Linked DNA regions of Sus scrofa: all the other regions are linked to region 1. The links are chromatin contacts, called in public HiChIP or PLAC-seq and promoter capture Hi-C maps. All regions are on one chromosome and are shown on one strand. The core of a region is the stretch at or near the end of the contact, and the rest is flanking DNA. Distances in the headings are between cores, read along the strand shown.

Evidence for each region. Promoter capture Hi-C pulls out the DNA fragments that hold promoters and counts their contacts. HiChIP or PLAC-seq counts read pairs in DNA pulled down with a chosen protein or histone mark.
Region 2: a promoter capture Hi-C map of liver shows a contact between it and region 1, with 4 times the contacts expected there. The contact joins the enhancer-like site here to the promoter of UBE2R2 in region 1. A contact is called at or near these places in 2 of 5 promoter capture datasets (fetal skeletal muscle and liver), 4 of 47 Hi-C or Micro-C datasets (embryonic fibroblasts, fetal skeletal muscle, heart right ventricle and 1 more) and 1 of 2 datasets of contacts at active chromatin or transcription factors (alveolar macrophages).
Region 3: a contact with region 1 is called in a promoter capture Hi-C map of fetal liver, with 4 times the contacts expected there. The contact joins the promoter of UBAP1 here to the promoter of UBE2R2 in region 1. A contact is called at or near these places in 2 of 5 promoter capture datasets (fetal liver and liver), 1 of 47 Hi-C or Micro-C datasets (liver) and 1 of 2 datasets of contacts at active chromatin or transcription factors (alveolar macrophages).
Region 4: a contact with region 1 is called in a promoter capture Hi-C map of fetal skeletal muscle, with 2.9 times the contacts expected there. The contact joins the promoter of SMU1 here to the promoter of UBE2R2 in region 1. A contact is called at or near these places in 1 of 5 promoter capture datasets (fetal skeletal muscle), 6 of 47 Hi-C or Micro-C datasets (alveolar macrophages, embryonic fibroblasts, liver and 3 more) and 1 of 2 datasets of contacts at active chromatin or transcription factors (alveolar macrophages).
Region 5: an H3K27ac HiChIP or PLAC-seq map of skeletal muscle shows a contact between it and region 1, with 3 times the contacts expected there. The contact joins the enhancer-like site here to the promoter of UBE2R2 in region 1. A contact is called at or near these places in 2 of 5 promoter capture datasets (fetal liver and liver), 7 of 47 Hi-C or Micro-C datasets (embryonic fibroblasts, heart right ventricle, liver and 3 more) and 2 of 2 datasets of contacts at active chromatin or transcription factors (alveolar macrophages and skeletal muscle).

Annotation. Positions count from the first base shown.
Region 1 is chr10:33,011,712-33,017,608 of Sscrofa11.1, reverse strand. UBE2R2 (ubiquitin-conjugating enzyme E2 R2) reads left to right here and starts at 3,136. Exons shown (of 5, transcript XM_021064700.1): 1 at 3,136-3,920. The coding sequence starts at 3,744.
Region 2 is chr10:32,551,348-32,557,244 of Sscrofa11.1, reverse strand. It overlaps UBAP1 (ubiquitin associated protein 1), which reads left to right. Exons shown (of 8, transcript NM_001267841.1): 6 at 2,022-2,204; 7 at 3,143-3,244; 8 at 3,872-5,002. The coding sequence ends at 4,012. KIF24 (kinesin-like protein KIF24) reads right to left here. Exons shown (of 14, transcript XM_013980172.2): 14 at 4,482-5,897. Among named protein-coding and RNA genes, the nearest start is that of UBAP1, 72 kb to the left of the region's middle. Within about 2 kb of position 2,679, at least 19 of the 83 cell types and tissues checked have an H3K27ac peak or open chromatin away from gene starts, as enhancers often do. A contact at or near this core is called in liver, where this site is marked.
Region 3 is chr10:32,623,567-32,629,463 of Sscrofa11.1, reverse strand. It overlaps UBAP1 (ubiquitin associated protein 1), which reads left to right and starts at 3,430. Exons shown (of 8, transcript NM_001267841.1): 1 at 3,430-3,622.
Region 4 is chr10:33,395,678-33,401,574 of Sscrofa11.1, reverse strand. It overlaps SMU1 (DNA replication regulator and spliceosomal factor), which reads right to left and starts at 2,192. Exons shown (of 12, transcript NM_001243898.1): 1 at 2,130-2,192. The coding sequence starts at 2,155.
Region 5 is chr10:32,708,754-32,714,650 of Sscrofa11.1, reverse strand. DCAF12 (DDB1- and CUL4-associated factor 12) reads right to left here. Exons shown (of 9, transcript XM_021064687.1): 7 at 4,514-4,676; 8 at 2,358-2,536; 9 at 1-1,833. The coding sequence ends at 1,675. Among named protein-coding and RNA genes, the nearest start is that of DCAF12, 38 kb to the right of the region's middle. Within about 2 kb of position 2,465, at least 5 of the 83 cell types and tissues checked have an H3K27ac peak or open chromatin away from gene starts, as enhancers often do. A contact at or near this core is called in embryonic fibroblasts and skeletal muscle, where this site is marked.

The DNA of each region.
Region 1 (5,897 bases), core at 1,887-4,386:
CTGAGCAGGGCCAGGGATGGAACCCTTATCCTCTTGGATACTAGTCGGGTTTGTTAACTGCTGAGGCACAAAGGGAACTCCCATAATTAATCTTTTTAAAATAAATACCCTCCTCTCTCATTTATTTTACCAAGATTTTCACATCTTTTCTCTTTGGAAGAAAGATAATAGATTCTTCAGAAGAGCCTTGGTTGGAGAGTACTAGAGGACAGACTGGGCATAAATATCCTGTTTTATTTGCCACTAGAGGGCACCAGTCAGTGAAGTCAATCTGCCTATCATGACGCTATGGGGGAAGCTGTTCCTGCCATTTATTCTTTTAACAAATATGTTTTGCATACCCACTATGTGCCAAACATCATAGTAGCCTGTATATGGTTATGAATAAGACCTGTTGTCCTTATGGAGTTTATAATCTTGAGCACTTATTATGTGTCTAAGAGATCCCTATTAGACATGGGAATGGAGCCTGGGGTTCAATTTGTGATTTGTTGTTGTTGTTACAGATTATCTTTTTACCCTTAGCTATGAACCCATGAGAACAATTCCTTAGTATCTATTTTGTGTCAAACAGTGTGCTAGTTGCTGAGGATCCAGGGATGAATAAGACACAGTTACAACCTACTAATAAACAATGTCTTACCTGCTAAGATAAAAAGGCATGAGACAACTTATGGGGAATTTTGAGTCCTCTGAGAATGGAGTCTTAAATACACAACTCATCAACACACTAAGCTGTGAGCCTTCTAGTCACGTATATGTTTATTAGCCGCCCACCTTAGGGTCATGGCATCATGAATATTGTATGAGTTTGTGAGTTGATTTGAGTCCAGGAAGTGGCTTCTGGTCTGGATGCCAGATGTGTATTCCAGTGACTTAGGCTAGGCACCTGCTACCTTCTGGGTCAGGGTGGGGCTGTGATAACTTTATGTGGGCGAAATGCTTTGAAGATGAACTTTCTGCCTATTTGTCTACTCACAGCCTTGCTATTAAAGGTGTCAACATCATCTCCCATATTTCCAGGTCAGCAATCTTCCTGTCCCTAAATTGAGTGGTGAAGGACAGGAAGTTAGAACCAGTCATACACCATCATTTGGGGAGGAGGGGTTGCATTGACTCAGATATGCTCTAATTCCAGTGGAGTTTGGTCTCAAGACCTAAAGAATAGAGTTGGGAGCTAGGGAATGATTCTTTAAAATACTGAGACTTCAGCTCAGAAAAAAAGAACAATAACAAAAAAATGAAGGGGATCTTTCATTTGGTTATGCATAGTGACTTCCTTCTAAAGAGTACAATACAGAAAGGTAAAAAGGGTAACTTTACAGTGGAGGAACTTGGTATCTTGCCTCAGCCAGGTGATCCAGGTCAATATCAACATTAAGTCATGTTAATATTATAGTCTCCTGATATGATGAAAATATCATTTTATCCCTGTGATCTTCTCCCCCAAACCCCAAAATTCTAGTTTAATCATGAGAAAAACATCAAAACTATAATTGAGAGCCATTCTACTACTTGACTAGTACTCTTCAATACTTTTATGGTCATCTAAAACAAGGAGAGTCTGAGAAACTGTCATAGTCAAGAGGAGCCTAAGGAAACACAAAAACTAAATATAGTATGGTGTCTAGGAGGAATCCTGAAACAGAAATGGGCATTAAATAAAAACTAAGGAAATGTGAGTAAAGACCTCAGTTAATAATAAAATTATCAATGCTGGTTCACTAATTGTAATAAGTACTACACTAATGTAAGATGTTAATAATAGGATAAATTGGTTGCCAGGTATATGGGAACTCTTTGTACTATCTTCTCCATTTTTCTATAAATCCAAAACTTTTTTTTAAGCCTACTAAAAAATTGAGATGTATCCAAACATAGCTGTGCCTTAAAATTTTTTTTTCTTTAAAGTCCTATTTATGGATAATTTACCATGTGCTAGTCATTGTGCTAAATTCTGTACATAGATGATCTTGTTTAATCACTACAATTGTTTATATGTTAGGTATAATTAACTCTCTTTTACGGAAGGAAATGAACAAGGAAGAGGTAATATAATGAAAATGGTGGAGCTAGGGTTGGAACCAAGGATCTTTCTGATCCCCAAATTCTAACTATGTGGAACTCACAGTATCCTGGCCTTTCTAGGAAGTATTCAGGCAGTATCATAGGACATGCCTTCCTAAGAGAAAGCGGTATTCTAAACCATGGGGACTGAAGACTGTCTTCATACCTCACTTCAGTTATGATTGTCTTGAAAGTTCTCCAGTTCTAGATTGGACTTTCAAGCTGAAAGGATCTGTAGGGAGGTCAAAGTTCAACCAAATACATCGTTTTACAAATGGGTAAACTGGGGGATAGCCAGAGCACTTGCCTCAAATCACACAGAAAAGGGCCAGAAACCCAGGTTCTGTCTGTATTATTATTTCTCTATTTCCTACAATTTCTTCATTGTAGTTAAGAAGGGAAGTAGAAACTGGCCTATCTGCCTTCTTCATTTCTCCAATAGGAAACTGCCCCCCAACTCCCTATGCGGGTGACACAGCTTTCTCAAGGATACAATGGCATGAGAACTGGATATGCAGAAGAGATGTCGGGACGCTTGTTCCCACCAATAAGACCCACATTATCAGCACATCCTTGTCAAGCATCTACTGAGTGCAGGGAGAGCAGACTGTGTCACTGGAAGGAAGCGGGAGGGAAGATGGATCAGGGCTCCTATAAGGAGCGGTGCAGAGGCCTGTGGATACACCGAGGGGAAGGAGAGCGAAAGCAGTTTTAGGATCAGAGGTCCCTTCCGGGGCGCGCCTTGACACCATGGCGTCAAGCCACACAACTGTCATTTTGGGGCCAGGGGCAATCTCCTGCGGCCACCCTCGGCCCGCACGAACGCTTGGCCCTTTAAGGGTGGGGGACACGCGCCAGCGTCACAAAGCGCCGCCACCACGCGGGGCAGCGGAGAGGAGGCGCCCAAGTGGGAGAAAGAGGAGGAGGAGGAGGAGGAGGAGGGTGAGGGTGAGGAGGGCGGGGGAGGGAGGGGCGCGCGCACGCGCGTCGGGCCACCCTCCGCCCCAGGCCGCCCTCCCTCCCGACGCGCGCCCCTCCTCCCTCTCTCTCTCTCTCCCTCCCTCCCTCCTTCTTCTCGACTCCGTCGCTCCCGCGGCGCGAGGCGCTCTCGCTCTTCTCCTCCTCCTCCTCCGCCGTCGCCCCTCCCCCCGCGCAGCCGCCGCCGCTGCCGCCGCCGCCGCCGCCGCCGCTGCGAGACCCCCGCGTGCCGCCCTCCTCCCGCCCTTCGGCTCCGCGCGCCCTTCGGCCCCGCGGCCCCCGAGGAGAACGAGAGGGCGAGCGAGCGCGGCGCTCCCGGGCCGGCTCGGCCGCGTACTCTCACCATCGCCGGCCCTCCGCCGCCTTCCTCCAATTCCACCTCCTCTCCCCCCCCCCCAAGTTGAGGCCCCCTCCGGGGGGGGGAGGCCCGGGACCAGGAGCGAATTTCTCCAACTCTCTCCACCCCTCCCCCACACGGCCTGAGTGCGAGGAGAAGGGCTCGGCCCGGCCCGCGTCGTGTGAAGAGGAACCGGGCTGGCCCACGGGCCGTCTGGGGCCTGGTCCGGGCCGCCGGGTGTGTGAAGACCGGGGCCCGTTGCGGCCCGGCCGAGGGCGAGCGCAGGGGAGGGGCCTGGTCCGGCCCGGCCGGTGCGTGAGGACTGGGGCCCCGGCCCGGCGCCGCCGCCGCCGCCGCCGCGATGGCCCAGCAGCAGATGACTAGTTCGCAGAAGGCCCTGATGCTTGAGCTGAAATCCCTGCAGGAGGAACCGGTGGAGGGCTTCCGGATCACCCTGGTGGATGAGTCCGACCTCTACAACTGGGAGGTTGCCATCTTCGGACCCCCTAACACCCTCTACGAAGGCGGCTACTTCAAGGTACCCCCAGCCCCTCTCCAACCTGGCTTCCTCGGGCGGAGGCCGCCGCTTTCCGCTCTTTTCCCGGCCAAGAGTGGCAGCGCGGGTGAGCGGAGGGGGCTCCTCACGTCGGCAGCCCCCTCCCCCATCCGTGGAGGCAGGAAGGCCTCGCTGGCTCTCCAAGTGCCTTTTCTTTGTCATGGGGGCGGGGGCGGGGGCGGGAGGCCAGACTGCACCGGGAAATAGGAAAGTCTCTGTGGCTAGGGTAGTGGCTACCCGAGGAGGAGGAGGAGGAGAGCGGTCTTTGTTTTGTTTCCCCAGCTGAGGGTGTGCGGGAAGAAAGGTGGTCTGTCTTTCCCCTCTCGTCCTCCCATCGGGACCATCTCTGCGCCGGCTGGAACTACCCCAGAGGGCAGAGTGACCTGCACTTATGGGATTGGACCTTTCTTTTGGGGTGGGGGTGGGGGTGGGGGAAGGGTATCGGTCTGTCATTCCAGAGGCTGCCTGGTGCCCTGACATTTTGGGGATTTGCTGGGCTTCTTGAATAGTGGTGGTTCCAACTTCGCATTCCAGTGGGCGGTCATGAAGAATAGGACCCTAGCGCTGGTAAACAAGGTTGCCTGCTTTTTCTAGCCATTACCTACTTTAGAGAACTTGAATCTAGCCCCTTTTCTGTCCTCATTTTCTATTTACTTCAGCCGTGTGTCAAAATGCCCTTTGTCCTCACCCTGCTACCAACTCTACTGACTCCCTCCCTCCCCCGGCCCCACATGTAGAAACACCCACAGAGGGCGGAACAGGTGATGTAGGGGGATTGGTTCCCACCTTAGTGAGACAAAATTGAAACCTTTTGCTCAGGTGGTTAACTGGCAAATGGAGGGTGATTTCACGGATGAAAAGTATCACCTGCGGTGGGATGGTGTCACAGAGTAGGACGACTCCTTAGCGACCGTAGACATTGTTTCTATTTTTTCACGATTTTAGAGCAGTGGTTATTATTCCTGAATCCAGTATTTTTTTTTTTTTTATTCCACGGTAGATAACTTAGAGGTATTGGGGATTTTTAATTTTTGTTTTTACCATTTTTGAAGAGGCAAATCACAGATTGAAAGTTGAATATTTTAAATGGTAGAGGTACAGAGACAGAAGAAATGAGTGCTTAGGAATTCGTTTAATTTTTTATTTCTAAAATTAAGTCAAATAGGACTATGAGTCAGTCTTAGTTTGTTTTGAAGGGAGGGGCTATCTTGGCAAAAGTTTTAAATGAGTATCTTAGTCATGTAGTATGTGTATTTTTAAGGACTACCTAATTTAGTTTCTACTCTTTTTAAAAGTAGAAGCCTTACTTTCAGGCTTGAAATTGGGTCTATTTTGTAGAAAATGTGAAGAATTGATAGGGGAATGTTTAATATTCATGTTTGTGAATAACCAGATACCTGGTTAAAGGCACGTATTTAGTATTTAGAATATTGTGTATACCCACTACATGCTTAATGTTTTGTGGTCACCATATACTGTACTTTTCAGATGCAGATACTTGCAATATGTACTGACTGGCCTTAGAGAAATGAAGTTTAATTTCCAAAAAGTATCGTTGTTTGGGACAATCCATAGTCAAGGTAAAAGGATACTAGCTAGAATGATCTTACTCCAGTGCAATTTGTTAAAAACAACAACAAACTGTATGTGAAGGAAACACACTGGGTTACAAATTGTAATGTTTTTGCTTAAGTAATTGGGAAAGGAATGTGGTGAACCCTTTCAGTTTGGAATAGGTAGTATGGAAGGAAGATTCGGTGTAGCATACACTGATTTAAATGCTTTTTAATTTCAGTCCTATTTAAAAGGAATGGTTTAATCTCCAGTTTGTTTTTTTTTTTTTCCTTTGTGACATGTAAAAAAAAAGTATGGAAATTCATAAACAGGTTTTGCGTTTTAGTCTCATGTGAGAATTTTGTTTTTTTCTGCTTTTTCCCCTTATTATATGGCTTTTTGTAC
Region 2 (5,897 bases), core at 1,430-3,929, 460 kb after region 1:
AAATAAAAGCAAAAGTGGGGGAATGTGTACATTAGGGTGTGCTTGCTGATCATTAAGATTTACTATAGGTTGAAGGGTAGTTGGCTTTGAAGGGTGCTGTAGACTGTCAACATGAGAAGGTCTTGGGGGGCTATTACAGTTTATCCAGAGAATTCTGCATTAGGGCCAAAGAAGGTGTGGAAGGCTTGTGTAGACTCTCTGGCTCTTGCATCTGTCTCAGCCATATGCGGTGCCTATTGTCCTTCTCCGCTTTGATGTTGGTTCACATTATCTAGAGACTAGACCTTCCTACAGAAGGTGGGGAAGGTCTGCTCTGATCTCTTCTTTTGTGCCTTGCCTTGTCCCAAAAGCATGTGTTACCTCCGAATGCCAAACCGCTTCTGGGTCTCCAGGGGCTGGTGAACTGACCCTCCTGTTTCCATTTTAACTTCACTGCCTCTGCCAGCTACTCTGCCTCCATTAGCATTCCACATTCTAAAAATTTCATTGACACGTTGTCCACTGCTGTTCCCTCTTTTTTGATATCCAAGGTTAGGGTTTTAATTGTTTTATCATCATTTTAGTGCCTTTGGAGGGGAGGAAAATTAGTGTCACTTTACTGTGTTAAATAAAATCCCCCTTTTGAAATCCTAATAGACCTCCATTTATTCAGTAACTGTTGATCAAGGCTCTGTAAGTTTCAAGTTTGAGAGCCAGGTCCTGGGTATTCAGAAATACATGTGATATGGCACCTAACTTCTAGGAGCGCATACGGTATGTAATAAATACTGTGCCAGTAGTGTGACCAAAATGCTGTTGGCTGTTGGCCCAGGTAGAGCCTGCCCCTGAAAAGACAGATACAGTCTTGGGGCCTACAAAGTGGCCAGAATGGTTTGACCCCAGTCCTCATGCCCTGTCGTGACTCCTATAACATAATGACTGAGCCTCGTGAATGGGCTGCCTAGAGTGTGATGGGTGAGATGGTTAAACAAACAACAGGCTTTAAGACCCGTTATGGCTTTTCCCAGCTGACTGGGAGGAGAGCATCTGGTTATCGCTATATAACTTTAAACATTTTCTAGAATAGTGGACCCCTGCTTCCTGGGGCAGAATGGGGTGGTGGGGGAAGAAGGAAAAATTCTGGAAACATATTTCCTGTTTCTTGGGAGCTAGGCCAAGCTGTCAAACGCTTGTGACTTTGTTCCCACGGAGGTTCTGTTGTCTTTGCCTTGGGCCTGATTCATTTTCAGAAGTGGGAGAAGGATTTAATCATGGGAATCTGACCACCAGTCAGGCTAGGGGTTAACAAGGTCTGGTCTGGTGGTAGGGAGTATGCTGCCTGCAGCCAGTGCCATTGAGGCAGGGCCCTAGAGACCACATTCTGGGCCTTAAGAGCACAGCCTGGAGTGGGTAGTGGTCCCTCAGTTTTGGCTCTGTAAGGACAGTGGCTGTTGCAAGGAATCAAAGCATGGTGCACAGTGTGGGGCAAAGGTGGCAAAGCGCTGAGCTGGGCGGGTGTGGGAAGGGCGTTGGCAGTCTGCTGAGCCCAGAGGATAGACAGTACTGGGAGAGTCAGCTCAGAATGGGGGTATTTGAAGTGAATGATCCCTCCAGGACACAGATACAGCAGCCTAGGAAAGGGATAACGGGGCCTTGGGGAGAAACCATAGCAGCCAGCATGGGCATCAGTCCTGCAGGCAGTCTTCAGAACTTCTTTCTCCAGCTGAAGCCCAGGGGGTTGGGTGTGGAAGGGCATCTGGCTCTTGAGGTGCTTCCTCACTCTGCAGGGTGGGATGAAGGCAGAGGACAGCCACGCTTGCAGGGGTCATCCCAGCTTTTCTCCCACAGCCAGAGCTCCCTACCTCTCTTCATTCTTCTCCAGGATGTCTGGTCAGAAACCTAGCCCTTACTTCCAGGCAGACTTCTCTCCCGAGCTTGATTAGGTCAGAAATGACAGGCCTCTGGATTGCGCCACCTCAGTGACATCTTTGGGAGCCCAGGTCTGTCTTCTTGTTCTAATCTTCTGGTTTCTCCACCACCAGATCACACCTCCTAATCTTTCAATGTCACAAGTGCCCAATACTCCCGGCTGTCCCCAGGCTTATTCTGAACTGCAGACGCTGTCCCCCAGTGAGCGGCAGTGTGTGGAGACAGTGGTCAACATGGGCTACTCGTATGAGTGTGTCCTGAGAGCCATGAAGAAGAAAGGAGAGAATATCGAGCAGGTGAGTGATTGGTCAGTGGCGGAGGTGTGCATGGGGGGTCATCCCCCCATCTCTGGAGCTGGAGTGGGGGCCAGCCTCTGTCCTAGAGTTGCTCAGATTCAAAGCACCATTGTCCTTATGTTTGGGGGCACTCGGGCTGCTTTGTTGGGGAAACCAGCAGCCTCAGCACGTCTGCTTTGGGGGCTGCTCTGAGACCCAGGCTGAGGGAATGCCCTGGGAATATTGGAGCTGTTGACAGTTACCCAGTTAATTCCTTTCTCTGCTTCTCCTGGGAGGGCACACTAGGCTTGAGGTATGTCAGATGTCTTCTTCCAGAAATGTTTATTCTGTCAGAGTTGCCTAGGGAGTTCCTAAATTTTGGGGGGCACTTTCTGACTTGGGTGGTTTCTCAGAAGACTTTCCTTTCTGGGCTGTGGACTGACGTCAGCTGGGAGGTGTGAGTCAGCTGTGACAGGAATGCCTTTGAAAAGTGGCTACTCATGTTTAGAAGGGCGTGCCTGTCAGCAGGTAGTCACACGGGTCCTGCTGTGTTGGACACAGTTCAAAGTACAAAGTCAAGTCCTCTTTTGATTCTAAGCCAAGCTGGGGAGCAGATGTCATACTTGTTGGTTGTGCATAAGACTTTTGGGAAGCACAGTCAGGATGGGCGGTAGATGCTTAATTAAGCCTTTTTCTTTTTTCTTTTCAGGGCTGTACCCATGGCATATGGAAGTTCTCAGGCTAGGGGTCGAATTGGAGCTACAGCTGCCAGTCTACACCACAGCCACAGTAACGCCAGATCCAGCCACATCTGTGACCTACACCACAGCTCACGGCAATGCTGGATCCTTAACCCACTGAGCGAGCCCAGGGATTGAACCCACGTCCTCATGGATGCTAGTCACATTCGTTAACCACTGAGCCACAACGGGAACGCCTAAACCTTTTTCTTCCCTTAGATTCTCGACTATCTCTTTGCACATGGACAGCTCTGTGAGAAAGGCTTCGACCCTCTTTTAGTGGAAGAGGCTCTGGAAATGCATCAGTGTTCAGAGGAAAAGGTAGGCACCTCATGCTTTATAAGAACCCTCCGGAAAGAACAAAGTCGTCTGTCCTGGGGGTCCTCCTGGACCACAGTCTTTATTCCTTCCACTGACTGTGGGCAGAAGTTGTTGAAGCACAGAACCTCCTGTGTGCATACGGCATTTGGCTAGTTTGGGTGTTAGGCTCAGATAATTGGGTTGAAGACTTATCTAGAAGCCTAGTGGAGGGAAGGGTAAAATCACCATCACCAAAAAAAAAAAAAAAAAAAAAAAAAAAGCAGGCATACTTTGGGATGATGGGGGAGATTGCTCATCACTTCACCTGGCTTGCTTGCTGGAGGGCAGCCCTTTCTGAGACCAGTATCCTCCTGAGTGGGAGCACGGATGCCCACAGTGGGTGGGACCTGAGTAAAGGTCAGCTAGAGTTGGGACTGGGCACACCTTCTGGAGGTTGATTGGCACCCACCTGTCACCCCGGCTTCCTCCATGGCCCTCCTCTGCTTGCTTGGGGACCTCAGAGGGGTTCATGAGGCTCTGGCGAAGGATGCAGGCTCCCCCAGCAGTCCCCTTACACACACATTGCTCCACTCAGCTATTTTCTGTGGCTGGAACTCTTTCTTGAGTCTACTCTCTTTTTTCCCTTAGATGATGGAGTTTCTTCAGTTAATGAGCAAATTTAAGGAAATGGGCTTTGAACTGAAAGACATTAAGGAAGTTCTGCTCCTACACAACAATGACCAGGACAATGCTTTGGAAGACCTCATGGCTCGGGCGGGAGCCAGCTGAGATAGGCCTTGCCTAGGCCCTGCCACGGAACCACCCCTGCCAGAGGCCCTGAGCAGCCCATCTGTGGGGAAGGAGAAGGGGTACACTTCTGGATTTTCTTTTGGGGGTGGAAGGTCAGGTGTGGAGACGGTGCTCGCCAGGTCTCTATGAGCCGAGGCCCTGAGCTGGGGAGAAAGTGGGAAAGATTTGGGCAGGCTCATGTGCCCAGAACTGTCCTGGCTCCTTCCATATTAAATGTATTTGTATTTTGAGAAGTGTCCTTCCCACCTTGGCCCTCCAGAGAGACTTCTCTGGTCTTTCTGGGGTCTGTTTGGCCTCAACCGGAACCCACCCCAGCTGCCAGAAGGAGCTGGGGAGAAGGGGTGGGAGGGCCAGACTCAGTGCTGCTTTGGGGCTAGATGTTTTCCTCCTCTGCAAGGGTGGACTGACCTCTAATCCAGGTTGAGTGCAATTGAGAGGTTCTTCCAGGGTTTTGTTTTTTTCCCCCTTCATGTCACTTAGTGTTACACTGGTTCTGCAATGTCTCTGAGGTGCAAAGAATGCCCTTTCCCTTGGGGCCCTAGTTTGCCTTTTCTGCTAGGCAATTGCATTACTTTCCTGCCCCAGCCTGTTTCTTTTGGTCTGGTTGAGACCACAGTCGTTTGCTACCCAGGATTTTAGAGCCCCCTTGTTCTAGGAACAGTTGTCATTTTAAGAAATCATTGGCCCCTTCCCAGTGCATCAAGTGGGGAAGAAAAAAACAGGCGGTGATTTGGTCACTCAGCACTAACTCCACCTCAGTTCTCCCTGGAGAACAGCCTCTCCCTCCAGCCCTTTGCTCTAGGATGACACAGTAACACCTAGTCATAGAAATCCGTCTCTTTGTTTTGTATTATGTTGTACATCATTAAAGATCTAAATACAGAGGATATACAGTCTTGATGAATCTAATGTAATTTGCTAACTATTTTCATTCTTCAGAGAGAACTACTAATAAAAATCTAAAAGGTATGTCCTGCTGTGATCATTTCTTTATTGCCAAGGGCTCTTTCACGGAGGGGTGGAGGTGAGTGGTTGATGAAGGATTTCCTGCTGAGATTTGCTGGGATTGGAATGGGACCTAACCATTTTCTGTTGTTTCAGTACTTTCTTCAAATTCTGGGAAGGAGCTGTGCCCTGGTTTTTGGTTTGCAAAGGCAGGCCAAGACGGGGAGGTCTCTTTAAACCTGCCCAAGTTTGGTCTCTGGGCCTTCCTGCAAGACTTACTGTGGAGATGAGACAGGCTGGCCTTCAGGGGAATCACCCGGAAATGAGGAACAAGCCCCTTGTCGGGTGAGCACCATCAGGTATATTATGTGTTCCACAGGCAGGATGGATTCAAAACTGCTTCCCCAGCTCTCAGTGGTGCTAGTATATCGATGGCCCTAGATTTATCCCTGAAGTTTCTTGTCCTTATACTTCATACTGTCTTCTAGTCCCCTTCCATGCTCTTGGTTCAGGTGGGTTCTCTAATTTTTTCAGTGATTGAGGAATGGGTGCTGAACCTTAAGGCTGGAAAGCACCAAGCTGGAGAGAGGCTGCCCTCTGGTGGTCAGATAAGGCATGGCCATTGCCTCAGAAAACTAGCCCCTCTTCTGGCCTTTAAAATTAATTTAAAATTACTTAAAATCCTTCCTTTAAGACCTATAAAAGTTACCCTTTACCTTTTAGTTTCATATAGGAAATTAGTTTCATATAAAGTGGGCATCAGGGCCAAGTCTTTGGCATGTGAATCTCAATATCATATGGTGGCCTTGCTAAGTGATGGGCCACCTGGAAGCCACTTGGTATTTCTTGTCTTAAGCTTCTTTCTGCTAAAAAGATAAACAGCAAGCAGAACTCACATGAAGGGTGTGACTCTGACTAC
Region 3 (5,897 bases), core at 2,181-4,680, 390 kb after region 1:
TTTCTTCTCTGCCCAAAGCTCTTCACTCTTTCAGTACACTTAGAGTAAAAACCAAAGTCCTTAAAATGATCTACAAAACCCTGAGTAATCTAGCTCCCTGTTACCTCTCTGAATTCACCTCCCATGATTCTCTTCTTTGCTCACTCCATTCCAGCCACGTTGGGCTGCTTCCATAGAAGGTGACCTTTCATCTCAGGGCCTCTGTACTTGCTGTTCCCTTGGCCTGGCATTTTGTTCTCTTAGATATCTGCATGACTCATTTCCTCACTTCCTTCATGTCTTTTCTCAGATGTCACTGTTCCCCCCGACCATCCTTTATAAATGTCATCCCTAGATATGTTCTATCTCCTTTCCTCTGCTTTATTCTTCTTCGTGATACCCGTCATCATCATTGGTTATTTTCCTCTAGAATGTAAGCTGAGAGGAGGGGTTTTTTTGGGGGGGAGTGGTCTTTTAATACACTGCTATATCACCAGTGCATAGAACAATGTCTGGTATACTGCAGGCACTCAATAAATACTTCTTGGTGAAATAAATGAAAAGTTTTTTTTTTCTTTTTAGGGCTGCACTCGCAGCATATAGAAAATCTGCTGTCGTTTTAACCTCAGTTTGGTCAGCAGGACTAATTATCATCTCCCTTCGTATTTCAGTAAATCTTAGGTCTTATTTCTGTTAATGAGACACCCCCAAAACTTGGCTCTTTCTTTTTTTTTCCTTTTTTTTTGCTTTTTAGGGCCACACTCATGGCAAATGTAAATTCCCAGGCTAAGGGTCAAATTGGAGCTGCAGGCTAGGGATCGAATCTGCATTCTCATGGCTACTAGTTGGATTTGTTTCTGCTGTGCCATGATGGGGACTCCCCTTTTTTTCTTTTATGGCTGCATCCACAGCATATGGACTTTCCTGGGCTGGGGATTGAACTCTTGTGCCTCTCCAGCAACTTGAGCTGCTGCAGCAGGATTTTTTTTTTTTTTTTTTTTTGTCTTTTGTCCTTTGTTGTTGTAAAGTAGGCAAGTGGTCCAGAATACATGATTTCCTCTTCTCTGCTATTTCTTGGGCTGCTCCCGCGGCATATGGAGGTTCCCAGGCTAGGGGTTGAATCGGAGCTGTAGCCACCGGCCTACGCCAGAGCCACAGCAACGCGGGATCCGAGCCGCGTCTGCAACCTACACCACAGCTCACGGCAACGCTGGATCGTTAACCCACTGAGCAAGGGCAGGGACCGAACCCGCAACCTCATGGTTCCTAGTCGGATTCGTTAATCACTGCGCCACGACGGGAACTCCTGCAGCAGGATTTTTAACCCATTGTGCCATAGCAGGAACTCCTGGCTCTTTTTTAAAAGTTTTTTTTTTTTTTTTTTTTTTTTTTTTTTTTTTAGTTTTGGCTGCGTCCATGGGTTGTGGAAGTTCCCAGGGCCAGGGACTGAACTGGAACCACAATAGTGACCTGAGATGCTGCAGTGACAAAATGGGTTCCTTAACTTGCTGTGCCACAAGAGAAACCCACTTGGCTCTTTCTTCTTCATGGTTTCTCCTCCCATATAGCAGGTCTCTAAATCTTGAGTTGATTTCCTAAATCTTATACCAGCTTCATCTCCTAGTGTCTCTAGTTCAGATGTAAGTCTTTTACTCAATGCAGAAATCTACCATGTAGTCTCCAATTCATTTTAGTTCTTCTGATGAAGAGACTTGCTCAGTTCACTGTTCTCTCCACAGACCTTTGTGGCTGCCCATTATCTGTTGAGTAAAGTAGGCAAGTGATCCAAAATACATGATTTCCTCTTCTCTGCTCACTTCAATGCCCGCCTTCTGGACTATCTGTCTTCTCTCACTGTGATTTAAAACTATGACACTCTTGGGAGTTTTTTTTTTTTTTCCATTTTTTTTATTACTCAAATGAATTTATCACATCTGTAGTTGTATAATGATCATAACAATCTGATTTCACAGGATTTCCATCCCACAGCCCAGGCACATCCCCCCACCCCCCCACTCTTGGGAGTTTCTGCTGTGGCACAGTGGCTTAAGAACCTGACTGCAGCAGCTTGGGTTGCTGTGAAGGTCCAAGTTAGATCCCTAGCCTGGTGCAGTGGGTTAAGGATCCTGAGTTGCCTCAGCTGTGGCAGAGGTTACAGGTGTGGCTGGGATTCAATCCCTGGCCTGGGGAACGTACCTATGCTGCAGGTGCGGCCATTAAAAAAAAAAAACAACAACAAACTACTGCACTTTTCAAGTTACAATTATCTTCTCTGGAGTTCTGGAGAGAAAACAGGGCTGAAGAATTGGATATGAGACTGTACACATACTTTACTACTTCACTAAAAAACTGTAGAGGAGTTCCCGTCGTGGCTCAGTGGTTAACGAATCCGACTAGGAACCATGAGGTTGCAGGTTTGATCCCCGGCCTTGCTCAGTGGGTTAAGGATCTGGCGTTGCCATGAGCTGTGGTGTAGGTTGCAGACGCGGCTCGGATCCGAGTTGCTATGGCTCTGGCGTGGGCTGGCGGCTACAGCTCCAATTGGACCCCTAGCCTGGGAACCTCCATATGCCGAGGGAGCAGCCCAAGAAATGGCAAAAAGACAACAAAAAACTGTAGAGATGTAAATCTTTCTTAATCCTTTACTAAAAAGTAAATTTTTTTTGTGGTGGAGGCTGGGTCTATGGCATTCAGAAGTTCTGTCGCCAGGGATCTAACTCTGTCACAGGGGTGACCTGAACCACAGCAGGGACAAGGCTTGGATCTTAACCACTAGGGAACCAGGGAACTCCCAAAAGTCGATTTTCCAGAGCAATTGAATCCATTATACTCTGACTTTTTCTAGAGTTAACTGTTTATGCTTCTTTATCTTCCACCAATTAGGAACTTTTGGGAACAAAGATTTATCTTACTCAGTTATGAACCTCCATGCACTTGATTCCAGAACTCCAATAAGCGCAGAAGGAAGTAAACATTTGGGATTGGATTACCTGGTTTAAATTCCTTTGAAAGTCAGAACTGGAGGGAGATTTAGAGGTCACCTTTCAACTCATTCGGTTGTAAACAGGAAAAGTGAGGCCCAGAAAGTATCATAGTACTTTGCACCAAGTCAATGACCCGGGGCCAGATGCCAGACATCCTTATTCCCAAATACATCTCCTTGGTAAACCTTTGTGCGTCCCTTGGAGATTGATGGGTCGCGGCTTCCCGCCTGGGCAACTTCTTTAACCCTGACGCGTTACCCTCTCAGAGACCCATCCCCTTTCCTCCCTCCTTTCTGGTCAGCAGGGTTCACTCATTCCTTCGAAACGCTCCAGACAGGAGTTGTTCAGCCCTAGGAGAGATTAGTCACTTTACCGACGACTCCTCCCATTGGCTCGAGGGGTGGAGCGCGGCGCCATGACATCAGACGCCGAAAGGGGCGGAGCCGTGAGAGGAAGGAGGAGGGAAGCGGGACTTCAACATGGCGGCTGTGGTACTGGCGGAGGCTACGGTGACGGCCTGGCCTGGGGCGGCCAGAGTTGGAGGTGGTGGCGTTCGCTCTCCCTAGGAGCCGTCAGGAGCTCAGCGGGGACCGAGCCTGGGAGGCCGGTCGGCGGCAGCACCTTTCGGCTTCTGGGACGGCAGAGGCGGCGGCGTTCAGGTGAGGGGGCCTCCCGCTGGGGGAGGGGGAGAGGGGCGGAGTTGGGGGAGGAAGCCGGTACTGGGAGACGGATGGGGGAGGGACAGGGAAGAAGCCGGAGGCTGAGAGGAATGAAAGGAGCTGCAGCCCAGGGGGGTGTGAGGGCGAAGGGGACGGAGATGGGTGACTTGGGGAGGATTCTGGGAGAAGGGTCGAAGTGAGGGGACCAGAGTTGAAAGGGCGGAGGGCAGATGGGTTGCGGGAAAATAAATGAATTCGGATTAAGGGGACTAATACCCTCCTGGAAAATAGTCGCGGTAGAGTGAGAGCGCTCCGTGGGAATTAGAGGATGTTGATGCGAGGGACCCAGGTGTTAGTAAAGGTGAGTGATAGGAAGTTGAGAGTAAACTGGGGACGTGAAATGCAGATTTAGTTCTCCTCGAGGCGGTGAGATTTGGGAGAAAGAGAGACCAGACCCGGAGTGCATGATCTTTGGGGGTATCTTTGACATTGTCTGGTCTTCTCCGGGTATGTTAACCTTGCTTCTTTTGTTTGTTTCTTGGGTGGAGACTTATCTATACCTGGGGTTCACAAACAGCCCCAAATCTTTCGTGGGGAACATCAAGTTATAGTTCATTTATTTGTTCTCTATCAGTGATCTCTGACCTTTGTGTTATAGCCACATGTTCTTGTTTCCAGACGAGCTTCTTAAATGTATGACTGGGCATAATACATTTTATATTAAGCTGAAATGAAATTTTGAGAGTTTTTAGACACCACGAGTGTTGTAAAACCAGGTTTGGTAATTTAGTGACCTATTAAATATATTCTAACTCGATTTACTAGTGCTTTCTCTTTTTTCCTCAGTTCTGATTATTAGAATTTGAGAATTTCGATAGATATGATGGATGTTTCTCTTTAGAATTTTGTTACATTTGATGATGTGAAAAACAGGGCACTTAGTTTTTAGTGATAGCCAGCTCTTTCTAGTTAATGTCCCAACCTAGTTAAACTGAAAGTTTCTATTATTTTGTGAAAAAATGTTAACTATCTAAAGTCTAGAAAAATTACATTGTATTAGCCTACTTTTTAAAGTGGAATTTTTTAAGTTAAATTTTCCTAATCCATCCTGTTCATTCTTTCTGTTATTTATTCAACACTTATTCAATGCCTATTGTGTATTGCATTAATAAGACATTATAATTATGGAAATGGGAAAATTAATGTTTCTCTAGTGAAAATCTATCATTGCATAGCAAATAAATTATTAACTTGCTATGGCCTCATTGGAAGGAAAAGTGTTTTTTGCAAAGAAAGACTAAGGAAGAAAATTATGTGAATGTTTAGAACTTTCTGAATTTTTTTTTTGTTTTTTGTCTTTTTAGGGCCGCACCCACAGCATATGGTGGTTCCCAGGCTAGGGTTCCAATTGGAGCCATAACCACCAGCCTGCACCACAGCAACATAGGATCCGCGCCGCGTCCGCAACCTACACCACAGCTCACAGCAACACCGGATCCTTAACCCACTGATTGAGGCCAGGGATGGAACTCACAACCTCATGGTTCCTAGTTGGATTTGTTTCCGCTGTGCCACGATGGGAACTCCTGAATTTTTCTTTTGTTTAGTATTTGACTGATTTCATCATGACATACTTTATAACTGAAAGATTTTATTGTTCTTTTAGATTTTGAGGAAGACAATAACAGTATCCTAATATGATAATATTAGGTCTGTGAACAGTTCTCATCAATAGTTGTTAGTTCCCACTTCTTAGACTGGCAAATGTCACTTTATCTTGTGTGACTTTTCTTTGATGTCTTGACTGTGGTAACATACTTAAAATGAAAATTCCTGGAGTTCTCCTGTGGTGCAGTGGGTTAAGGATCTGACGTTGTCACTGTAGTGGCTTGGGTTCAGGGTCCCTACTATGGTTTGGGTTCAGTCCCTGGCCTGGGAACTTCTGCATGTGCCAGGTTAGGCAAAAAGAAGGTTCCTGAAGTTTAATTCAGTGCCTGAAATTCTCTCCGAGTTTTTTCAGTATTACAGATATTATTTTCATTACCTCAGAGTGTAGATGTCAGTATTATACATTTTTTTTCCTGTTCTTTAATTGTATTGTTGAATGTTTTGCTGGCTTTTCACCTGCAGATTTTTTTTTTTTTTTTGGCCACACCCAAGGCATGTGGAAGTTCCCAGGCCAGGGATAGAAACAGAGCTTCAACTATGGCAATCCTTAACCTGCCTCACCACAGCTGGAACTCATGTAAATGATTTTAAGTGTAAATCCCGCCCC
Region 4 (5,897 bases), core at 943-3,442, 380 kb before region 1:
GGAGGTTGCAGGTTCGATCCCTGGCCTTGCTCAGTGGGTTAATGATCCGGCGTTGCCGTGAGCTGTGGTGTAGATCGCAGATGCAGCTCGGATCTGGTGTTGCTGTGGCTGTGGTATAGGCTGGCAGCTGTAGCTCCAATTAGACCCCTAGCCTGGGAACCTCCAAATGCTGCTGCTGTTGGGGCCCTAAAAGCACAAAAGGCAAAAAACAAAACAAAAACCTATAAAGATGGCATTACTCTTATGTCCATTTTACGTGAGGATGTGACCAAGTAACAGAGGTAAATGGAAAAAAAAAAAGATTCAAACTGGCAGTGTGGCAGGTAGCATCATCCCAGACAGGAAAGCAAACACCTTTTTTTTTTTTTTTTTTATCATTTTTGGCGGCCCTGAGCCATATGGAGTTTGTAGATCAGGGATCAGATCGGAGCTGCAGCTGTGACCTATGGCAATGGGATCCTTTAACCCACTGTGATGGAGACTGAACCTGTGTCCTGGTGCTGCAGAGACAATGTCAATCCTGTTGTACCACAGCGGGAACTCCCCAAATACCCTCTTAAAAACAGTTCCTGCAGGAGTTCCCTGATGGCCTAAGGATTTGGGGTTGCCACTGCTGTGGCTCGGGTTCAATCCCTGGCTTCCATAGGACACTTCCACTTACACTCCTAATATGAGACTCCATCCTTGCAAAGAACTCAAATTTGATATAACCAAAATCAAATTCACTTCCTTCAAACACAATGTAATACACAAAGAGCTAAAAGCTTTGGAGATAGGCTGGGATTTCAATCAGAGTTCTTTCACTAACTGTGACTTGCAGACAAGTCAATTAACATCTCTTTGCCTGTTTCCTCATCTGTTAAGAAAAATACCTACCCTGTAGGATTGATCAAAGGGATTGACTACAACACATAGTGTAACTAGCATAGAGAATACTTAGTAAATAGCAGCAATTACTGATCACAAAAACATGCTGCAGCCAAGGCTGGGAGGATGGTCAGTGCCCGATTTTATTCAGGCCCCAAAGGGTGGATTCCTTTCCAACTCCTGCCATAACTGTCTTCACTGTCCATCTTTGCTTTATTTTTCTCCACAACACTTACAGCCATCTGCTAAGCTATCTTACTTACTGATTTTGTCTGCTGTCTGCCTTCCCCATCACAATGTACTTTCCCTAAGAGCAAGGGTTATTGTCTGTTTCGTTCACTACTACAGTCCCAGGGGCTAGAACAAATATACACAGTAGATCTCAGTATTTGCTAAATGAATAAACCTCCCTTCCTCCTATGGCAGATCTTCAGGACAAGTCCTCTCCTTTACACTCAGGACACAAATGTTGTCTGCTGACTTAACTACTAAGCGTTGGCAAGAACAAGGTGGAGGATGGAGTCCTGGAGAAGTTTACTGAAGACTTTCTTCAATCATTCGTTAGTCCCCCTCTCTCCCAAATTTATCATTCTCCTTGCCCAATCTCCAAATTCTGTCCCTCCTTTGTGACTACAGAGCTCACACGCTAAATAAAATTCAGCGCCAGACAGAACCTGATAAAATAGTCGTTCATTCATTCTAAAAGCAATTATTGAGCCTTTACGATGGGCTGGGAATTGGGACTATAATGCAAACGAGTCCCTAGGAGCTATACAGGTTAGTAGGATGGGCAGAAAAACGGTGACGATACCAAAAGCTGTGCAGAAGAAAGCAAAGGACGGTGCACGCACAGGGAGGAAACCACCACGGTGTTCGATGGGGACGGGAAGAGATGGATGGCGTCGAGCCCAGCCCCCTTGTGCTGATAGACCGGAATCCAAATAGGATGGCTAATTTGCTCAGTTACAAGGTACAGCAGAAGTTGGCGAGGGCTAGAATTCAGGTTTTCCAGGAGTCTCCTTCCCCCAGCCCCGCGCCACCTTCCACAGGGCTTTGGGCTTCTCATCTGCTACCTCTCTGTAGGTCCACCTCCAAGGTAGCCAGATCCCAAAAGCTTCTTTATAGGAAAGGAAATGCCCCTCCGCTCCCCAGCCTCTCGGACGCCTCCCCCGAGCAGCTTCCACCACCTCCCACTCCCACCCCCGCAACCCTCTGCCTCCCGGCCCCGGCCACTTCGGTAACATTCCCACTGCAGGACTCACTCCGAGGACTCGATTTCGATCGACATGGCTCTAGCTTCCTGAGCGCAGGCCTCACTCCACTCTAAGGCCCAGCCGCGCAACGCACCAACGACACCTCCGGCGGCCCCTATACGTCACTTCCGCTCGACGTCAGACGCAGGCTCTGGGCGCGGTCTGTACGGAAGAGGGGCGTGGAGTACGTGAGGGGCGGAGCTTCAACTCTTCTGTCGAGAGTTGGAACATAGGCACCGGCTCCTATAGAATCCTTTCTTTTTCTTGGAGGGGAAGTTATCCTTAAAGGACTGGTTTTAAAATTTTTCTTTTTTGGTTTACTTTTTAATTAGTTGACTAGATTTAAAGGTATAGTTGGATTGGGAGTTCCCGCTGTGGCGCAGTGGGTTGAGAACCTGACTGCTGCAGTTCAGGTTGCTGAGGAGGCATGGGTTCAAAACTAGCGCAGAGCATAGGTTACAGCTGCGGCTCGGAATCAGTCCCTGGTTCTGGAACTTCCATACGCCATGAATGTAGCCAATAAAAAAAGAGTTGGATTTACAATACATCTCTGGGAGATTAAGACATTGGAAACCAGTGGCCCAGTTAGCAACATTTGTAGAAGAGTTCATTAAGTTTAAGTGAATAAATGAAAGATTTTAAAGCCAAAACACATTTAAATTAATCTGATTAAGTTTGGGCCTTAGGGATTTGCATATTCACTTCTTCGAAAGAGCTAGATTACTTGTAGCATTTCCAACTAAGTATTTACTTGAAAATGGTTTCACAACAGTGATGCAATTACAAGAAAAACGACGAAGGCAAATACAAATATGTAAAAGGAGATTTGCGACTTCTTTTAATAGACTTTAAGCCATACGTAATTAAATTAGCAGAGACAAGTGAAAAGTAGAGATATTAATGAATTTCATGTAGGTTATTTTTTTAAATATTTTTTTGCCATCCTTTGTAATTTTTAAAAAAATATTTGCAGCACAATGGTAAGAAATCTGTGTTGTAAAATTTGTATTTTTAAGCCATTCCCACAGCATGTGAAATTCTCAGGGCCAGGAACTGAACCCCAGGGGGATCTGTAACAGCAGTGACAACACCAGATCCTTAACCCACTGAGCCACCAGGGAACTCCTGACTTTTAATCTCTGATTGACAGCCAATGCTCAGCATCACAAACTATCCTCATCCATGTTTCCTCTGTAACAGCAGATTTGACTATGACATTTGTTACTTTATATAATCAAACTGCACTCTTTACCTAGTTAGGAAGTTTCTTCCCCCACTAAACTAGTTGCTTATGTAAATCTTCTGTATCCCAACTATATAACCCATCAATTTCCATATCATTCCCATACCCAAAGCATAAGCTTTATTACCTTGCTGATCCCTTATTAGCAATTTGATAAACTGTGACAATTGCTAAATATCAACTTGTCTAGGATATTTCATTTTTTGGTTTATTTTGTTTTTGTCTTTTTGGGGTGGGGGGGGCTGCAGCCACAGCATATGGAGAGTCCCAGACTAGGGGTTGAATCAGAGCTGTAGCTGCCGGCCTATGCCACAGCAACACTAGCTCCTTAACCCACTGAGCAAGGCCAGGGATTGAACCTGCATCCTCATGGATGCTAGTCAGATTCATTTCTGCTGCACCACAATGGGAACTCCTAGAATATTTCATTTTTATCACTAGACAAATGAGGTCTCTCACATCTCTCCACCTGTACATGGATAAAGAACCTCAAACAGGCACACAACACAGACAATTTCTAACCTCTAAAAGGAAGATGAATACACTGCACACTCAAGAGCTGGGTCACAGCCTCCTAGACCTAATTTCTGGTTAATAAACAGCCTAGAGTGACCCCAAGGGAAATCCAGTCTCCTGATCACGTCCCCTTTCCAGAAAGCTGGCCCTTCCCAGAAGTGCATGTCTCTGCAATTCGTCTCCTTAATCCAGCAGAGGGCAGGCCAACCACAGGAAAGCTGCCATTGTAAACTAGGCTAACAGGTGTCCAGATAGTTTAAAAAGGAGAGGTGTATGGGAGAGAGATCCCCAATAAGATGGGCAAAGGAAGTAGAAGGCAAGGTCAATATTTAGGTGCTAAAATTGGGCAACTGTTTGTCCCTTTCTCTTAGGTTAGACCCATTTTATCGAACATGATAACAAGGCAAAGTCTAGAGAAAAATTATCGCATAATTCTACCTGCTCATGGCAAGACATGACTCAGAGTTCTTCTAACTCAACCTCCACTTTTTTTTAATTTTTTATTTTTTTAATTTATTTTTTCCCACTGTACAGCAAGGGGATCAAGTTATCCTTACATGTATATATTTCTTTCCCCACCCTTTGTTCTGTTGCAGTATGAGTATCTAAACATAGTTCTCAATGCTACTCAGCAGGATCTCCTTGTAAATCTATTCTAAGTTGTATCTGATAACCCCAAGCTCCAGATCCTTCCCATTCCCTCCCTCTCCCGTCAGGCAGTCACAAGTCTATTTTCCAAGTCCATGATTTTCTTTTCTGTGGAGATGTTCATTTGTGCTGGATATTAGATTCTAGTTATAAGTGATATCATAAGGTATTTGTCTTTATCTTTCTGACTCATTTCACTCAGTATGAGAGTCACTAGTTCCATCCATGTTGCTGCAAATGGCATTATGTCATTCTTTTTTATGGCTGAGTAGTATTCCATTGTGTATATATACCACATCTTCCTAATCCAATAATCTGTGGGTGGACATTTGGGTTGTTTCCATGTCCTGGCTATTGTGAATAGTGCTGCAATGAACATGCAGGTGCATGTGTCTCTTTTAAGTAGAGTTTTGTCCGGATATATGCCCAAGAGTGGGATTGCTCAACCTCCACTTTTTTAACTCCTACTTCCTACTCCAGAGCAGGGCCTTCATGCAGAGGGCCTTCATCTTTTTTGTATACCCATCTGAATGAAAGCCATCTTTTCCAACTTTGAACAAAATATGCTTTCTTGTAAATTCCAAAGAGCAAGACTGCTATCTTTAGAGAGCAATGTGGTCCTGGCTGTAGAGTCAAAAGAGGGGTTTCTCAGAGTTCTCCCTATGATGCAGTGGGTTAAGATCCAGCATTGTCTCTGTAGCAACTTGGGTCACTGCTGAGGCTCAGGTTTGATCCCATGCCTGGCAGAGTGGGTTAAAGATCCAGCATTGCCACAGTTGTGGCATAGGTCAAAGCTGTGGCTCCGATTCAGTCCCTGACCCTGGAATTCCATATGCTGTGGGTGCAGCCAAAATGGGGGGAGTGTCTCTACACAGATTAATTTCTATCAGGGACAAAAACCTTTCCCAGATATCCTCCATCTTAAGCTGATAAGTTGACCAAGGTGGCATCATTGTCACCTTGTCAAGTTGAAGACATCACTGGCAAGGGGGATGGAATTCCCTTGAGTGGCCTAAACATGCACATGTGATCCCTAGGGCTGTGAAGGGACACTTTCCTGAGCATCCAAACACAATGGCAGATCATCCAGCAAGTAAAAGGAGATGGAGCTAGTGGGGTGGATAGCCAACCCTGTCTGCATGTCTGGTTGTGAGGCTGGTGGGAGACACTGAAGAGTCCCTTCACACAAAGAAGAAAGTGGAAAAGAGGAACTGAAGGGCCCTAATCAGATTTCACAGTGAATGAGTCCCAGCTTGTAAAAAAATTAGAGTCCTGGGAGTTCCTGCTGTGGCACAGTGGAAACAAATCTGACTAGTATCCATGAGGATGTGGGTTTGATCCCTGGCCTTGCTCAGTGAGTCAGGGATCCA
Region 5 (5,897 bases), core at 1,216-3,715, 300 kb after region 1:
ACCTATGTGTCGCTAGCTTAGAAGATGAGAGTTCTAGAATCTGTGTGTATGTCTTGTACCACCAAGACATAGTGGACTTGCTGCCCCTCCTACCCTCTGGCACCAGCCCCCATCACCAAGGAGAACACACTCTTTTTTTCAAACTCCTCACTTCCACCCAAGAGGATAAGTGGGAGAGCAACTTCAAAACTGGAGTGCAGGAATATGACTTCCTTTCCCCAGAATGGGCTGCTGACAGAAGCAGAGTATGCGCTTAGAATGGAGGAGGAATCTGTGGGTGGTAACAGCTGTTCTGCAACATGATGCATAACAAGCAAGGAATAACTGGACATCACGGTCAGTCAGTTGCCTGGAAGTCTAAAAACCTCAGACTAAAGAGACAGTTCAAGGGAGGAACAAATTACTAATCACATCAATGCTTTTACATGCACAACGTCACTGGCTGTAGGCCACCCCATCACCAGCCTGGGCTAAGCCAACAGAGTTGGGGGGTGGGTAGTAGCTTCAACCCCAGCCCCACTGTATTAAGAAAACAAATGTTCCACACATGAAGCACTTGCTACACAGAGATAAATGCCCTGCTCATTCCCACCCTCCAGGACTGAACCTAGTTTTGAATAAGAAAAGCAAAAATTCACTGAGGAGATTTGAAGAAAGGCAAAGAAGTTTCTCCCCAAAGCCAAGAGGACCGAGTATGTGAATTTTAGCATACTTGAGAGTCCCAGCTCCAGGCCCCTGAGAAATCAGATCAGGTCTTGTTTGAGAGGAAGGAGAGGGGGGCTGGGATGGAGGTTCTTTTTACCAAGTCCTACTAACCCTTCTGCAGCCTCCAGAGCTGCATCTTGGATGGAGACCCTGATGTTTTAGGGGAGTGGCAACTGACTTAAGCAGATGGGAAACTGAAATGGAAGTGACACAGACACAGAAATGTTCTCAACTGGGGGACACACTGATGGGAAGGCAGGTGGGAGATGGATTACTTTGGAGACCTGGTATCAGAGTCCCCAGGACTTGCAATCTAACTCAAAGGGTTTTCCTTTCTGTTTTTACTTCCTATAATAAGTGTTGTTAGACTGTATAAAACAAGATAAAGACTAGTCCTAAAGCTGGTCTCTGTGAATAAAGTTGTTTCTTTTATAAATATTTTAATTACAGTAATCCTCACTCCAGGTAATTTCAGTGACACACTGTACTTGCAGGCACACAAGTTCTCTCTCTCACACTCACACACAAACACACACACACAGCCCCCAAACTTTCACAGAAAGTCTGACAGCAACCATATAATTATAAAGAAGCCCTACCTCTGAAGAGTGAAGTAAGGGTGAGAATTAAGAATGACTACGTCAGCCTAAAGAAGCCAGAGAGGGGACAGTGTGTGTCACTTAAAGAAAAAATACAAACAGGAATTAACAACGTTTGGTTGAAAAGCAGAAAGAAAAGACAGTAAAATGAAATTCTGATTACCAAAAATGGAAAAAAGGAAAGAATCAAAAGACTCTAGATTTCCATACAGAGCTTCTTTCTGTCAAGTGCCTCAACTATAGGCAAACTCCGCTGTTCCCACTAAAATATGAGGGCCTCGCACAACTGGAGAAAAATCAAAAGAAGAAATGGAAACTGAGGATGGAAGTTAGTGTAAATCTCTGCATTTTGGAAGAGAGTTAGTTGTCATTAACTCCAGAGCCCAGCATAGTTTCCATGGAGCCCTGAAGGGAGGGGACCTCCTGCCACAAAGAGTTTCGTCCCGGACGAGTCGTAGCAGTGGGTGTAAACAGCATTAGGGAAGAAATCAATGTCCGAAAAGTAATTCCTCCAGGTTTCATCATGATTCTATGGGAAAAAGAGAGATTCTATTAGCACTTGCCATGGGGCAGGAAAGGGGAAAGAAGGGAGAGGAATGTTTCCTGGGCTCCTTAAGAGGAGAAGGTCCTATAGCTATAACCTGATACCAGGAGACTGATGTTTATGGGAACTGGGCCTCATTTTTCCAAATGAACATGAGGGAGGAGCCAAACAGGCTGAAGAACTGCTATGTAAACCTAAGGTCTCAGGACTGCTGGAACCAAGTGCTTTAAGAATTCACTGGCAGCCTCAGTGGGAGGTTCCTTCTTCTTCTGGCTCTATTATCACCTGGGGGTTAACCTGGGTCAACTGGTATGTCTTACTGGGCCTCTGCTTTCCCACAGACAAGCAGTCACAAAAACAAAATCAAGGGAAAGTGCCTTTCTCTGCTCTGAAGAGTGCCTCTTACTAGTGAAAAAACTATGTGGGTAGGTAGTGTGTCAGCAGGGGTGGGAGTGGGTGAGTAGAGTGAAGACAATTTTTTGGTCACTGTCCGGCAGGGGCTTACTCACCAGCCAGCCTTTGCCAGTGGTTAGTTTCAGATTCTCCCCTGCTAGCCTGGGCTTGGACCCATAACAAGCTGAGAGCCTCTCTTCCAGGAATCTCTGAGCTCGGATGTCATAGAACAGCAGGGAGCCCTGCCCTGTGCCCACAGTGATGATGTGCTCATAGAAGCTCACTGACCGGATCCCTAAGAGAGAAAAAGTACAGCAATCAAATTCTGCTAGCCTGAATTTCTCTGAGAGAGTTCACATGGCACCCTAAATACCACAGTGCTCTTCCCAAGGCAGACACAGCTCATGCAAAAGCCAGAACCCTGATGCCACAGTGCCCATGCACACGCTAACAGGAACCTTTCCATGAGCCTCCGAGAAGTACCAGAAGCCCGATGATGCCCAAGATGCTTCTGGCCCAACCATAAGTATGCCTGGAACCTCCTTGCCACTCCTAGACTCACTCTGAAGTCATCTTCGTAACTCTAAGCTCTTCGCCATTATACATTTCCAATCCATGCTAAAACTGAGGGTAATCTACATATTTATAAATCATTACATTAACAAGAACTTTCTTGTACTTGACCTAAAACCACTACCATGGCACTGCCAGAGGTCTTTATCTGGAATTAGGTGTGTTATGAGGGTGGCAAACAGCCTAGAACTGAAGCATTCAAAGGAGCACTGTCTCTTACTTATACTGTGAATTTAAGCCAAGTCGTCTAATCACTCTGAGTCAGAGGGAAAAATACATCTGCTCTATCTGTGGATCAAATAAGTGCACTGCATATGAAGATGTCTCTAGGTACATATGAGGTGCTCACTAATATTTGTGAAATCAGGATTTCCTTATTAAGTATGAAAGCTACTCCTGTAAATAGTAACCAAAATCTCTGGAAATTCTGTATGGTAGACATCATTCTGGCCAAGCCTGTTTATTTTTTCCCTCACCAGTCTCCTTACAGACATTATTCTCCCTGTTCTAAAATGTGAGCATTTCAACTATAAGTGAAAACAAAAAACCCAAAGCAAAGGCCATCTTTGCAACATTTGCACAAAAATAACTACTGCTTGAAGAGAGAAGCTAAGTTGAAATCCACACTGCCTTTTAGGACTCTCAGGATAACATAGTCATGTTTTTGCATGAGAAGGGGGACAATGTGAGATGAAGAAAACACACTTTGTTAAGCTGGTTAATTTGGATTCTGGGAGTTCCCATCGTGGTGCAGTGGTTAACGAATCCGACTAGGAACCGTGAGGTTGTGGGTTTGATCCCTGGCCTTGCTCAGTGGGTTAAGGATCTGGTATTGCCGTGAGCTGTGGTGTAGGTTGCAGACGAGGCTCAGATCCTGAGTTGCTGTGGCGTAGGCCGGTGGCTACAGCTCTGATTGGACCCCTAGCCTGGGAACCTCTGTATGCTGCTGGAGCAGCCCTAGAAAAGACCCCGCCCCCCCAAAAAAAGGGAGGCTGAAACCTAAGTCACCCACTGATCTCAAATAAATATCTTCTTCTGCTTTACTGAAGTATAATTAACATACAATACACTGCATATATTCAAAGTATATAATTTGAAGTTTTTTTGGTTTTTTGTTGGAGTTTTTTTTTTTTTTTTTCCTGCAATGAGCAGCAGCTTCATGTGGGATCTCAGTTCCCAGATCAGGGACTGAATGCAGGCTGCAGAGGTGAAAACATCAAATCCTAACCACTAGAACACCAGGGAACTCTTCTATAACCTGAAGTTTTAACATGTGTATATATCCATAACACCATCACCACAATCAAAACAACAAGCATATTCATCACTCCTAAAAATGTCCTCGTGGCCCTCTGTAAACTCCTCACCCCACATCATCCCTTAGCACAAAATGAATTGTACAGTTCAGGGGGGTTCCAGCAAAGAAGTACCACAGGACATTCAGTAGGGCTCTGTGAGAGAACACAGACACCACTAATATCCTGAACACTGGTTTCCACCAATGGCTTCTGTGGCTACACATCTGTCAGTGGTATTTGGAGCTCTGCTGCCATATGCAGGTATTCAAGCTTCCCTCTGTGTCACTAAACACCCCCACCAGGTGCCATAAAGTATTTGTTTGGAAACCCATAAAGAAACCAAAGGTCAAAACCCATTCACATGGCAGCTGGAAGCCTAAGGGGCACACGGGACCTCTTACCACTGCCTCGCTCCCTGGAGCAGACGGACTTGACGTTGTACGATGGCTGCCGTGGATCCAAGAAGGAGACATGAGCTTGGGAGCCCACTGCGTACACTGACCATTCACTACCATAAGCCAGGCACACATTCTCACGGCAATATGGCAGTTTGGTGGAGAGGAGCTGAAAAGAGAGAAAGGAGAGATGCACCCATGGCGTTACCACAGAGCACAGGGCCCTGCACTGTTCCCAGATGCTCACCTCTGTGGGCTTTCCTCACACAAGCCACACAAAGTCAGAGATAAAAAGACCTGCCCCAGTTGAGTAAGTCACGCCCTGCTCCACCCCGAAGTATGGAAGGGAAAGAAAGGGTGACAATAATCAACAATAAGATACAGGTGCTAAAGTTAAGAAAAAAAGGTCAAGCTGGAATTCAATACTCAGAAAGAGAGAGACCAAAAACTAGGCTATTTCCAGGGATAACCTCGAGGCACTAAAGCAAGGTCCCACTCCCTTCTCTCTGCCAGAAAGAGGCACTACCTTTCTCACAGACCTTCAGGTAAAGAAGCTGGTTTCTGGCACTGCCTAGCCTGACTCCCACTGGATGGGAGCTGTTCAGGGCAGAAAGCATGCTCATGGGACTGCTCAAGCCCAGGTAACCCCATCAGCCCTAACCCTGTATCCTTGTCACTCAGCCAATCCTCAGTGGTGCCTAAAGGCACCGAGCAAGGGCAGCAGAGCCCAGAGGCTGCTGGGATGTGAAGGAATCAATGATTTCTGAGCATTGCTTCTTCTTGAAAAAGAGTCTATCACAGAAGTAATAAGCAGCAAAGACTTTGTGTGTGTGTGTGTGTGTGTGTGTGTGTGTGTTTTAGGGCTGCACCCATAGCATATGAAGGTTCCCAGGCTAGGGGTCTAATCGGAGCTGTAGCCTCTGGCCCACGCCACAGCCATAACAGCGTGGGATCTGAGCCGTGTCTGCAACCTACACCACAGCTCACATTAACACCAGATCCTTAACCCACTGAGTGAGGCCAGGGATCAAACCCGCAACCTCATGGTTCCTAGTCGGATTTGTTAACCACAATGGGAACTCCAAGCAGCAAAGACTTCTGGGCAGGAGTTCCCGCTGTGGCTCAGGGGTAACAAACCCGACGAATATCCATGAGGATGCAGGTTTGATCTCTGGCCTCGATCAGCAGGTTAAGAATCCGGCGTTGCCATGAGCTGTGGTATAGGTCGCAGATCATGGTTCAAGATTTGGCATTACCGTGGCTGTGGGGTAGGCCAGCGGCTGTAGCTCCGATTGGACCCCTAACCTGGGAACCTCTATATGCTGTGGGTGCGGCCCTAAAAAGCAAAAAAGCAAAACAAAACAAAAAACTGATAAAAATAAAAACTATA